Linked DNA regions of Cyprinus carpio: region 2 is linked to region 1. A link is a contact called in public Hi-C data. All regions are on one chromosome and are shown on one strand. Each heading gives the region's core, a stretch centred on a gene start, on an enhancer-like site or on the middle of the called end of the contact. The rest is flanking DNA. Distances are from core to core; before and after follow the strand shown.

Evidence for each region. A called contact is a pair of places that touch in the nucleus more often than the background predicts.
Region 2: a Hi-C map of skeletal muscle shows a contact between it and region 1, with 3 times the contacts expected there. The contact joins the promoter of LOC109059700 here to the enhancer-like site in region 1. A contact is called at or near these places in 2 of 8 Hi-C or Micro-C datasets (liver and skeletal muscle).

The regions. Positions count from the first base shown.
Region 1 is chrA10:16,458,366-16,465,469 of ASM1834038v1, reverse strand. It overlaps mef2ca (myocyte enhancer factor 2ca), which reads left to right. Exons shown (of 11, transcript XM_042765440.1): 4 at 3,051-3,191; 5 at 3,368-3,554; 6 at 5,561-5,608. Among protein-coding and RNA genes, the nearest start is that of LOC109097462, 11 kb to the right of the region's middle. Within about 2 kb of position 2,194, at least 1 of the 8 cell types and tissues checked has an H3K27ac peak or open chromatin away from gene starts, as enhancers often do. A contact at or near this core is called in skeletal muscle, where this site is marked.
Region 2 is chrA10:16,515,446-16,522,319 of ASM1834038v1, reverse strand. LOC109059700 (centrin-3) reads left to right here and starts at 5,499. Exons shown (of 5, transcript XM_019076872.2): 1 at 5,499-5,675; 2 at 6,065-6,200; 3 at 6,747-6,861. The coding sequence starts at 5,659.

The sequences.
Region 1 (7,104 bases), core at 945-3,444:
TTATGTTTCTCAAGAAAAACATTTTATTCTTAAATGAGACATGAGTGCTACGAAAGAACACCATTTGAGCAATACATTTTTACTGTATGTCAAGAATCGTCTCATTTGTTTCCAGTATTTCTGATTCTGATATGACTTTTATTTCTCTTAAGGCATTTAGGAGAAACATCTTATTCTTAAATGAGATATAAATGAGACTCTCAAGCAATGAAATAGCAACTTATGAGCCATATACTCTTGTCAGCAATTAAGAATTTATTTCTTTTTTTTTCAGAAGGCATTTGATAAGAGACATCTGAAACTTGGTGCTTAAAGGAAATATACTGTAATTGAGAACTCCATTAAGTCTCTTGAGCTATGAAAGAGCAACCTATGAGCAATATACTTTTACTGTAAAGACAATAATTCTCTTTTTAGTTTGTTTTTTGCTTTTTCTTTAGGCATTTTAAGAGAAACACCTGAGTGGAAGTCGATACTTAAAGGAGCAACCTCAGTATATTCTAAATATACGTCAGTTGTCTCATTTGATTTTATTTTTATATATATATGCTAAGGCATTTTACGAGAGTGTTGATTCTTAAATGAAACTTAAGAACTCCATTAAGTCTCTATTAAGCTATGAAATCAAAAAGCAATATAAAAATGCTGTACAGTATATTAACAGTTCTCTCATTTGTTTATAATTGTATTTTTTCTCAGGCATTTCAGGAGAAATATCAGGAAAAAAAAAGTTGACAAAGAAAACCTGATTGAGAACTCCATGAAGTCTCCTGAGTGATGATTGAGCAAACTATGAGTAATATAATTTTCCTCTGGGTTGGTGTGTGTGCCGTTCGACTGCAGTTTCTCAGACTTTGCCCTTGTTTAAAGTGTTTCCTGACACAGTGGACTGTAAATGGGCCTGCTTTGAGGTGAGGCGAGACCACCCATGTGGACCTCAGAGGAGGGTACAAGGTGACGTGACGCCGTCAGTCAGTCAGTCAGTCCAGCAGCTGCTGGCCAGCAAACGGCATCAGTCAGCTGTCTCCACACGTTACCACCTGCTACTTCACGCACAACATCATTTCTACACTGAAGGTTACCGGCTAGCACGCTATATAGGACGCCATGTCTACATGCGGACAGACTGGGGCTGTCTTTGTCATGTGGGAGAGTGATGCAGCGCTGGTTTAATTAGGAGCAAGTCTCCATAGAGTTGACAAGACTAAGAGCAGAAGGAGGCGCTGATAGCTGTGTCTCTCCGCTCCTTTCTTCTCCTCTCCTCTCTCCTCTAAAAAACATAATATATATAAATAATACTAAAATAGTGCTGTCCATACAGTAAAAGTCAATGGAGACCAATGTTTTTTGGTTCTTGAAAATATCTTCTTTTGTGACATGAAGATGATTTCAGAATTTGAATTTCTGAGTCATTTTTAATCAAAAGTCTCCACTTTTCAGTTCTCCACCTTTCAGTTCTGTTTCAGTTCAGTTTACTGTGACTGTCATCTAGGAGAAATAATTGAGATCTTAAAGTTGTGTCACGCCCTCGTCGTTGTCCTGTCTTTGGTGTGTGATGAACTGAACAGGAATGCTCGGCTGAGCACGACCCTCCCTCTGTTGGGCAGGAGCGGTCTGTATCGGTCTGAATGTTTAGTCTGCTGATGTCAGGCTTTGGGATCCAGCTGTGTTGCTAAAAGCACAGAGCCGGGTCGAACTGTGAGCTGGAGGTGTCAACGACCCACAGACGGCATGATGGGGGTGGGGGTGCGGGGGGTGTAGGGTTGCTGGGACGCTGCTGGGTGGCACTGGGGCAAAAAATAGCCTTCTACGGCCATCCCTGGGGTTTGAGGCCGTGATTGGCTGTGGCCCCGGCTCCTCCCCTTCCTCTTGAGCCGAGGAGATTTGTTGGACAGGTGCAAAGGCCTTGACAGGTGGAGATGTCTTGAATGAGTGGAATTGCTGTGGTCCAGTGATGTGGCTGCTTGCCGGTGAGCGAAATGCTGAGACCAAGCAGAAAGATAAGCCAAACTGCATCGCTGTATGTCACTTTAGGTCAGATTTTACCTTGAATATAACTCACAAAAACATGGACAATACACAAATAGGTGCATTATTCTGACATGGCCATTAAACACGTAAGATCAAACATTTAGCGTTTAGTGTGAGTGATAGTAATAGTGTTGTTTTGCCTAAGCAAACTAACAGCTCTGTTAATGACAGCAAAGTGATTAGTGTATGGTTTTATTCCATTTTAAGTCAGGGTTTGCTCAAGCTAGATTCTCAAAGGCTTCAGATGAAAGGATTAGGCTCTTGTGAGGAATCAAAGGCTCATGTTTCACAAGCAGGAAAAGCTTTATTTGTTTTCAAATATAGCCCTCTTGTGGTCAAACAGGAAATTTCTCCAGTCTTAAACGGATATTTGTGGTTGCATACAAGATCATTTAACAGCATCTGTGGCAGGTTGTCGATTACCATGGAAAATAATTTAGAAAAAAATACCACAGAAAATAATTTAGACTTCTCTATCAGATTGTAATATATGTAATATTAAGCAACAGATACTGTTGATAGAGCTATATATACATATATATATACAATCAATCATATATATATATATATATATATATGATTGATTGTATTTTTAATATTATTCTTGTAAAGGCCATAATGTTCAAACCATATTTGCTTATTTTATGTGTAGTAATAGTATATTTTTCTGTGTTTATTTTACAATTTTTGTTTTCAATGTAATGTTTCTGCACTATGTATTAACACATGGTTTTTCTACAGTGTGTTTTTGTTTGCTTCTGTTGTATCTTTTGGAAACCTGCATAAATCAGTTTGGATTAAGAAACAGGAAGATGAGTGTAGATACTTTACTGACAACGATTTTCTCCAAAGGATGGATTTTATAATTCTATTTCATTTATACCCAGAACATGCCTTTTCCTTTTTCATCTGTGTACATGTTTCTGTCTTGATGTGTAATCTTCAGAAGTATATATATTTTTAATCTCCAGATTTTTAAGTATTTTTACAGTGTAAAAATGTATGTATATTTGTTTCAGACTCTGAGGAAGAAGGGTCTAAATGGCTGTGACAGTCCTGATATTGATGCTGAAGATTCAGGCCACAGTCCAGAGTCTGAGGACAAATATCGTAAAATCAACGAAGACATTGACCTGATGATCAGCAGGCAGAGACTGTGTGTAAGTGCAGTCAACTTTTCAGATGTCAGAACTGGTGGTTGAACCAATTTGAAATCTCACAATAGCCAAATATTTAAATATCCACTCACATATGAATTTTTTTTTCCAGTAAATTCATTTGTTTTTCAGCATTGTATCAACAAGGTTGATTGATTTCCATGCATTTTGTTTTATAGGCCATCCCCCAGTCTAATTATGACATGCCCATCTCAATCCCTGTGAGCAACCCCAACAGCCTGATCTACAGCCACCCAGGAGCGTCCCTGGGCAACCCCAACATGCTGCCGCTGGCTCACCCCTCCCTCCAGAGGAACAGCATGTCCCCTGGAGTGACCCACCGGCCCCCGAGTGCAGGCAACACAGGTACTGACCCGCACCGGGCTCTCCACTTTGCCAGGGACTCCGGATCAGAGCATAGTTTCAAATAATGTTCATTTCCACGCTTTATTGACATCATTAGAGAGCAGCTCCACTGAGGACCACCAACAGCTCCACCGAGGCTATGAAAACACACCTCGCATGAATTCAAACACCGCATACAGATCATTACATACGCTCAAATATTTCTTTCAGCCATATTCAGCTGTGCCAGGCCGGGCCTTTAATATAAACACTGTGTACTCAGCAGAACTCCTGAGGCTGTCCCAGAGCCGAAAAAAGTGTCTGTCTCGATGGGAGTTTTGGCTGCTTGTAAAGGAACTCCCGGTTGTCAGCGGGCAAATAAAGATGACCATATTTTCCTTTTAACTCCCGTTCTGCGTTTGTGGTTTAGGCTTCATGGAGAGGAAGTTTGGTCAGCTTAGGATTTATCAAAACACATTATCCGTACTTTGAGCACATGTATATGGGTGTTTCTTCAACTGTCACAGGGATTGATTTTTACAGAAATATACAGATTTTAGCTTCTTTTTTAAAATTTATGTTATTTGAATGTTATGTCTTCATCTTTTACATTAAAGACAGTGTTTTGCCTTTACACCTTTTCTGTATAGATTTAATATTAACTTGTGGAAATCCATCCAAAAGATTATGTATTTAATTACTGAGTTAAAATCTAATTAAAAAAAGCTATTAAATTTGACAAGTATTTTTATATTTCTTTCTTTTTAAAACTTATTTATTTTTTGTATTTTTAATATAGCTTAAAAATATTGAATTTTTCAACTATAAACAAATATTAAACAATGAAAATTGTAATTTAAATGAAGTGTTATTTTATTAAAAAATGTATTTTATATTTTTAATGTAATTTTACATAATAAATTAATCACTAAATAATAATAATTAAATTGATTAAATTATTTTAGATTTATTACATTTAATTAACTACAATAATCTAAACAAAGAGTGAAAACATTTATTATGTGAAAAGTACTTGATTTTTAAACAAATCTTGTGTTATTTCAACCACAACCATTTTTCAATTAATAAAAGTTTATCAAATATTTGTGTACTTGTCTACTAAAAAATGAAAGAACTACCATAGAAACCGATGGACTTGTCTGTCAGTTTGTAAAAACAAGCAACAAAAAAGTGTTGAAAGTTACACACAAATTATGCAAACTTTATCCGAATTTTTTTTTTTATTTTTTTGATACAGATGAATATGTATATATGCATATAAAGTCACAATAAGTAGAAAGTTTAAATTAAATAAATGAAAAAAGGAGACCTTTTTTTTTTTTTTTTTTAAATGGTTTTGATTTTGAGCATTTGCTTCAGGGATGAAAAAACTACAGTATTCTCCTGTGATACACATATATGCACCTTTGGAAATTAGTAGACAAGTTTGACAACGTGAAAAGTCTTAAAAGGAGTTTCATTTCTAAAAGTCCACAGTGCCAAAAGAAACATCCAGATATGTGTGTTTAGAAGGTAAAGAGAAAGAGAAAGAGGAAGGAATGGGGGGAAAAAATTAACAAAATGGTAGAAAAAGACAGTCTGTGGTGACATACGTGTGGGAAGTTTAATCCTACTGTGGGCTTGTTATTATTGTCTGAAAGATCTATTTTGTGCTCTGGTCAGAGTCCTTCTGACCACAGCGTCTGTCCTGTCATTATCCCTGGCCCTCCTGGAACAATTTGCTTCGTATTACAGGAGCAAAGTTAAATATGAGTCTTGGCAGAGACCGCGACGTCTGAAACCGCGCAGACTTTTCAAAGGTTTTTCTTGGATGGTGGCATCTTCTCCATAGGGCCGAACAGGGGTTTGTGGGTTCGGATAGACTTACAGATGGGGTTTTTTCACACTGGCTCTCGTACATATATCTCGAGCGGCCCGTCTGGCCGCAGGAAGGAGGCGTCAGTCAGGCGTGGCGTACGTGTTTTGAGTGTCAGTCTTGTTTAATGTCTTTTCTGTCCTATCCTCAGGTGGCCTTATGGGTCCAGACCTCAGCAGCGGAGTGGGCAGCAGTGCTGGTGAGAGTCATGTATATTTACCATACGTGTATGTTTGCTGTCTCAATAGACAGACGGAGCCACTTGGTTTCGATTCAAAGCTTCCTTTTGCTTGGCTAGTTCCTCCCCGGATATTTATCCAGCACACCACTGTAGGATGTCGCGGTGAAGGGTCTTAAATAGTATATTTAAAGAACCGTTTCATAAAAAACATCCTATGGTGAATTCTAATATGATGAAGCCATCAACACCTTCATTAGGCGAGAGGAAACATAACACAACATATTCATGGAACGTCAAGATTTGAGGCTCTGATTCCACCAAAAAAAAAGGTCCAAAAAAAGTCTAAATAATGTACCGTTCGTTAGTGAACACAGTTCATTCATGAAATCGATTAAAAGCCACTTACATTTGAGCCAACGCATGCATGAAAGAGTTTTAGCAAAGCTCACAGAAAATGGACTTTGCACATTGTCACAGTTGTGGGATTGAACTCACTAGCTGTCAACACCAGCACTGGTTTGGTGCAGAAGACTCAAACAGACCATAATGAAATGCAAATCTTGAAAACTAGAAGTCTAAATTGTCTTAACTTTTTTCCCCCTATATGCAAGTCTCGGGAAACATCAAAACATCTAAAAGTGATTCTTTGCTAACTGTTGTAAACGTCTGAGAAAATGTTCAAGTAAAAGTACAATTGTACATTTGGCAACATAAGAGTTCTGTGGTGTTACTATGACAGATGGCAACAATTAACTGACAACGTCTTGAAAAAGACCACAGATCTAATATTGTGGCTGACTTCTTAGAAAGCATGTGGAAATATAAAATATGAAAAGATGAAATATTTTGAAAACAACCACAGATACAATAAAATGTGACATTATTATTATTTTTTTTTTTTACTTTTTAGACAGATTTATCAAAATCTGTGACAGCTGCCACATTCATCAAGTCATTTTAAGTTTCAAGGACTATTTTTTATGACCTCTTCAAACAGGAAGTAGTTCAAAAGCTCTTTCTGATTATTATTAAAGATGTTTTATAACACCACAGAAATGGAATCTTCAAAAGTTAAATTATGATAAAAAATATATAAACAAAAAATAAAATAACCTTTACAGTTATCATTTTTTAACTTTATTATTATTATTATTATACAGAAAAGTTTTTATTATTATTAATAATTTTATTTTAAATTTTCCAAAAAATGCAAATGTCTTTACAGTCGCTTCTTATTTATTTATTTATTTAGCACAAAATTAGTAAAGAATGGAAAAAGAGTTTATCTGTTATTTAGACCAAAACATTGTGTGAAGATTACATTTAAGTGCTTAAATGGTCAATTATGCAAATGTGGGGACATACAGTACAATCATGATTTGTTGACATCTAAAGCTTTATATGTTTTTTCTATTCTATAATTAATGAAACGGAACTTAAATATATTGCCATCAGTCTCCATTAGTGTTTTGATGATAGTTCTATATTGTATTTATGAAATGTCAAAATCGCTC
Region 2 (6,874 bases), core at 4,250-6,749, 54 kb before region 1:
AACCAGATGCCCTGAAGTATACCTGCACTGCTGATCTCAGCACTCATACTTAAAAACATACCAGCAGCAACAGAAAGTGAAAGCGGTTGTTCCTCTTTTGCAGCAGGAGTAATCGAGAGAACATATTGTTCTGCTGTGAAGCAGCGGGCAGGTGTTACGTGCACAGAGCCAGGCGGGATGGGGGGAGGAGGAGGGTTCAGCTTCACACCTGTGTGAATGACACAAAGCAGAGCAGGTTTATTTCAGGGCAAAAAAACAAACCGACTCGAACCAGATATCCTATCACCGAGCATCAGCTCCTTTCTCACATCACACAGAATTTGTGTACTCTCACAAGATAACAATACGTCAGAGATGTACATGCACCTGCACTCATGCCAGGAGATGCTTGCTTGAATATGTTTTTTTTAGCATTATTTTTTATTTATTTATACAGAACATGTGTATTGAGGGTATAATTTGTAACCTTTAAGCAACCCAGCTAAGAAACAGATGTTCTGAGAACATTTTCCTAAAGTTCCTATTAAGTAATTAAAGGGTCAAAGACGAAAAGGGGTTTTCAAGCATCAAAACAATAAAGTGTTTATGCAGCTTTATTTTTTTTCCCTGCATTAGAATGTGTCCTGTTTAAGTTTTTTTTCTGAGCATAATATAATGACTATCATACAAATTTAATTTGATTTACAGAAAAAAAACCTGTCATTCAATTATATTCCAGAATCATAATGGCATTAAAAGACTCTATTTTAGGATCACAGTGCAGGCCCAAAATACTAATTGTCATTTTAAATCTTTACCAATATTTGCACTATCCTTCAAACCACTAGGTTTTATCCATTTGTCAGCAATACGTTTTTAATCATTGAAAATTTAATAAAATTTAGTTTGATCAAATATTATTTTATATATTTTAATAAGTACAATAAGTACAGTATAAGTATGTTGTATGGATCAAATGTTTCAGCACTCAGCGATATTATTTCTCGGAGGAAGGATGAGTGCCGAAATGTTTTATCATATCTGCTTTTTGTATAATAATAATAAAAAAAAATCTACAAATCATCAAGAAGTACACAAGTGAGTGTGGATCCTGCATTTTTCATTTGAAGTCATAACGATTTTTGTTGATCTATGCACCCAAGTATCATTTTATCATTTTTATTTACATAAATACACACTCAATGACGATGGAACATTATTTCATTATTTCTTTGACTCTAGACATTATTTCTGAATGTGCTCTGAATGTTCAAAACTTGCAATTTAAAAAAAATTAATAAATGTTGTTTTTTCTCTTTGTTATGCAAATGTTAAGGCAATATTCATTCAGTTACTTTTGAATGTCCTCTGAACATTCTGAAACAAGTAGTACAATTTTAAAAATGTTAGATGAATGTCCAACTGAAATGTTTTAGAAGAAAAACATTCTATGAATGATGAATGAATAATGTTTTTGTGCAAACGTTATTAAGACCGGATAACTTTGCATGAATATTCTGTTAACATAAATGGAAGAATGTTTGTTCATAACTTTGAGAAAACATTGTCAGAAGTTCTGATTTGCTTCCCTGTTTGCAGGGAAGTCTTTTGCGTGGAGGCATAAAACTTCTGATGTTCACCTTTTTGAGGTGGGGTTGTTCCATTCTGTTATGGGATGACCTTTTTGTGCCAGTTACTGAGCTGTTCTCTGTCTGGCAATCATCTTACCCTTTTTTCCCCTCATCCAAATATGCTTTTAATGTCTTTAATCACTCCTAAATAATTATCTGACAAGCAACCAAAGGTCGAGGCCATGACTGGTGCATCAGTATTTTGCTTTGTATATAAACACACTCATTTTGCACAAATGCAGTCAGTTGCACATAAATGCAGTTTTCACCATCCTGAGCTATCACAGAAGACCGGTCAGATGGCACCAGAATAACTGGTCTGTTTTTCTTGGCTTTGGGAGAGATTGGCCAGAGCCCAGGATCTCCTGTGGCGTCATGATTTGGAATTGTGTACACACAACATCTGCCTTTCCTTCTTTCTCAGCGAGAAAACAAGCGAGAAGCCACATGAGCGCATGTGGTCTTTAACCTTCTGCCACAAGAAAAACATCTCCACATGATTATCACTGCAGCGGCCCTGTGAAGTCACACGTCCCTCTGATGTCTGGATAAATACGCCTTCTGAAGGAGCTTTTATGTGACCTCACATAAAGTGTTTATAAAAAACAAAAAAAAAAATATCAGTTTAAATGTATATTAGACATTAAAATTAGACATTAAAATACCTCACGCACCATCACCTGCACGGTTGCATCACACATTGTCTTCTTTATCCAATGAGAATGCAGCAGCATTGAGGGGGCGTGTCTAGAATCACGCCACCACTGAGCTGACAGAACAGGTATTTGGGGAGGAGCTCAAGCAGTGTAAGATGTACTGTACTTACTGTAACTCAGTTTTTCCACCACGTAACACAATGAATCAGTAGGATAGACTAATAATAGTCCTTTTAAGTACTTGACAACCATTAATTACATCTTAAATTGAACAACGAACAAAAATCATATATTTAAACAGTTTGTTATTAGATTTAATCTGAATAAAATAATCACTATATTTATTTTAAAATGTAATAATTTGGAAGATGGTTTTATCCAAAGACTCTTTATTATAAATAATATGTTTTTTTTAATCATAGATAGATAAATAGATATAGTAATCGAATGTATTGAAATATAATTATAAAATATTATATATTAATATAATATTAAATATTATATATTTTATATATTATTAAATGTGTATGCATACTGTATATTAATAATTATAATAATTTAATATTATATTATTATATATATTCCAGGACATATACAATATAGTTTAATCTCTTTCTACAGGACAAATCAACCTTTCTAACTAAAGCATCTGTGTAACACAATTCTATAACCTTTACAATAGGCAGATTAAGAAGCTGTCAGAGTTTTGTCAGTGACTTCCTCTATCTCAGAGCAGTACGTAGTATAATTACCTCTTACAATAGTAACTTTGAAACCTCTGAAGGCTGTCTTCCCTAAATTAATCACACAAATGACAATAAAAAACCCCCACCCACCCTCAACAGTGTTGAAGGCAGCACCCATCTGCCGGTCTAAACTAGATAACTCCAGCCTCAGCAGCATCGCAGTAGTTCCTCATCTGCTTTTGTTCAGAATGAGCCAATCGAAGCCAGTCATACCTCCCCCACAGATGCATTACAAAGCAGCGCACAGCAACACTCTATAAAACAGTTTTAGGAAAAGTAAAACATAGTAGTGAGCTTCAAATGACAGGAGGAACACATCTATACTCAGAAGATATTTTAAATTATATATATATATATATATATATATATATATATATATATATATATATATATATATATATATATATATATATATATATATATATATATATATATATATATATATATATATAGGAAGAGAGGGCCCTGGTAATCATGGGGGCCCATCAGGACTGCCTATGCATAGGGCCCGGGATCTTGTGCAGCGCCCCTGTATAGTTATATAGTTATAGTTATTTTAGTTAGTACACAACATCACAACTGTCTAGCGAAACACAAGCTAGTCCAGATGTTCCAGGCATTCGAGGGTCCTGAGACTGTCACAAGTAGGCTAATGAAATGAATGGACTGTCACATGACCAGCACCATCCAATAGGAACAGTCTTGCTTCATGGGATACACAGACTCTGCTCTACAAAACTCAGGCAGTGGTCTGTCCCCGTGTGCACTAGTACTATCATAACTCAGACGTTATGCTTTCTTTTTCGAGATCATGAGAAATCATGTACTTTCCGAAACCTCTTCCTTGAGTCGGCGTGCATGCAAGAGATCAGCTTGAGATCATGAAAATTGTGCAAAAGCTGAGTTGCCAGCAACCGCTCACACCTCGTATGAGTAATGATTAGTGAGTCTGTGAACAATTCTGTTGTTTTTTAATAGGACACCTATCAACAGTCAACGGTTGCCCAGAGGTAATCTTTGTTGTCACGGTAACAGACTGTTCAGTTCCAAGTGCTCTAAATAAAATGAGCAAGTTCAGCCAAAACATGAAAACATGTGCTGCTGCATTCCACGTTAATGATGAAATCCTGAAAGTGTGTTTTGCATGTTTTTTTTTCTTTCTTTTTTTTTATTTTCTTTTTGTATGGGCACTTTTTGCAAGTAAGCATGGTTCCATGGTGGATTTGTTTTTCCTGGGTCAAAAAGCCAAAAAAGTACACAAGTATGCACAAGCATGGAGTCAGTATGTCAGATTAAGTAATTCTTTACCCTATGAGTTTTTCTATTAAATTGATTAGTACAGCTCATGCACTTCACAAGATTAATCTGTTCAACTTTAAGTTTCAGTCTATTACGGTGTTGTTGCGTGACCTTAAGACCTTTCAAGCTCAAACCCAGACCCCCTCTTGAGACCAGACAAAAACATTTTGTGCTCATCAGAGGAAGTCGTTAGGGAGCCACCCATTTTACTTCCCTAAACATGATGCTGTGAGGATTTTGCCACCAGTCATGATAATACAGCGAGAGAATACTAATATTCTATATTAAATTAATTACATTGCGCTGTGAATGTGACAAAACCATGTGCAAAGTTTTAAAGAGTTTCTTTCACTTTTTGTTGCAGTTCAAGTTAGAAAGGATGGTGGCGGCGTGGTGTAGGGCGTCCTCTATTGGTGGTTGACTGTAATCACCAAATTGAGGATTAAAAACTTATTTTGGTTTTGTTAACAATTTGCTGTTTAAATATTATCAATAATAATGATATTTATTAATAGCAACAGAAAGTAAAAAATTAATAAAAGGCACTCTTATGTCACCAGAGTTTTGATTACTTCAATACTGAATCAATTTCAATATTTATTGCTATGTATGACGATCGGTAAATCGATTTAAATTTTTATCATCAGTTTATTTTGCATTTACATTTATAAAACTACTACTACTTCTACTACTACTAATACTACTACTACAATAATAATAATAATAATAATACAGCCATCATAATTTAATTGATATACATATTAGATAAACTGTCATATACAATCTCTTTATTTTGTATTAGTTATATTTTATATATATATATATATATATATATATATATATATATATATATATATATATATATATATATATATATATATATATATATATACACACACGCACGCACACATGTAAATCAGCACACACACACACACACACACAGACACACACACATATATATATATATATATATATATATTATAAAATTATATCAATTTATAATTGACAATAGATTATATATAATATTTAAGTAATATTTGTTCAATATTATTAACCACACATCATTAATAAATGCTCCCATCAATTAAGACCGCCCATTCCTGGCCCAGCCCGCCAATCAAACAGGCTCAAATGCAGGTCGGTTTCCAAACAACCAATCACCAATAACGTTATCCTGACGCTCAGACATTCACAGCCAATCGGAAACGTTTCCTCGACAATCAACTAGCAACGCGCTGTTTTGTGTTTTCGGGTATTAGCTGATTAGCTCGACTGGAGAAGCCGAACTGTAATCTCGTTGGTCTGGTTTGGGTTTCAATATCAGTTATTTATTGCCAAACTGCAAAAATGAGCCTGTCTCTAAGGTAATTATGGTGTGTGGTCGATAAAGATTTTATTTAGAGACCAGCTGTTGGTGTGTGTAGCATTACTAGCCGGTGCATGTGAACTGTTGACACTGTAATTTTTATTATTAAGTAAAATAATAAATCAGTAAAATAATAACACGTATTATAAATAGATTAAAAACTATAACTCATATTGCCTTCCAAAGAAGAGCAACACGTATTTACTTAATTATTTTGCTATAAAAACCTGCAGTTTTGTGTATCATATGCATGTTCTGTGGGACCTCAAAATGTTGTCAAGGGAGACAGATAGCGTGCGCGTGCGTGTGTGTGTGATTGAATGAATGGTATCTGAACTAATGGAAGATCAGAATGAAGGTGACTGATTTCCATACATGTGCTTGAAGGACTGACCTAACTGTTGATAAGAATAAAAGGAAGAAGAGGAGAGAACTTACTGAGGAGCAGAAGGATGAAATCAAGGAAGCGTTCGAGCTCTTCGACACAGACAAGGATAAAGAAATTGATTATCACGAATTAAAGGTAAAGATCGCATTTTACAAACAGAACACACATGTGCAGTGACGATTCATCAGTTTAAAAGTTCAAATCTTGAAGGAATAATTGACCCCAAAAATGAAAATTTGCTGAAATATGTACTCGCCCTCAGGCCCCACAAGAATTTAATCTTAAATCCAAATCTTAGTCCAAAACTTGTATCACTTGCAGTTAACTGTAATACAACATTATTTATAAATAAGCAAAAAAGTTCTATGAATAATTATATAAATAATTAATTAAAATATTTTAACTTGCATATTTAGTCTTATTTTTTAGTTAAAATCGTTAATTTGTTTTATTTACAATTATTTATGAATAACTGTAAGACTAATTAAAGAGGATGATAAAGCACAGTTTCTCAAAACAATTAAACATTATTTAATATTGTTAGGGTTGTAGTGACTTTGTGTTCTTCTTATGGGAAGGTTAACTGTAAACTGTAACATCCTGTATTAATTTTGTTCAGTAAACAATTGAAAATGAATCGTAGTAGCTCAAAAATACGGATATTTAAAATCTGTGTTCCAGGTGGCGATGAGAGCTCTGGGTTTTGAGGTGAAGAAAGTAGACGTGTTAAAGATCCTGAAGGACTATGACAGAGAAGGAACTGGGAAAATAACTTTGGAAGATTTCAAAGAAGTGGGTAAGTTGAGTTC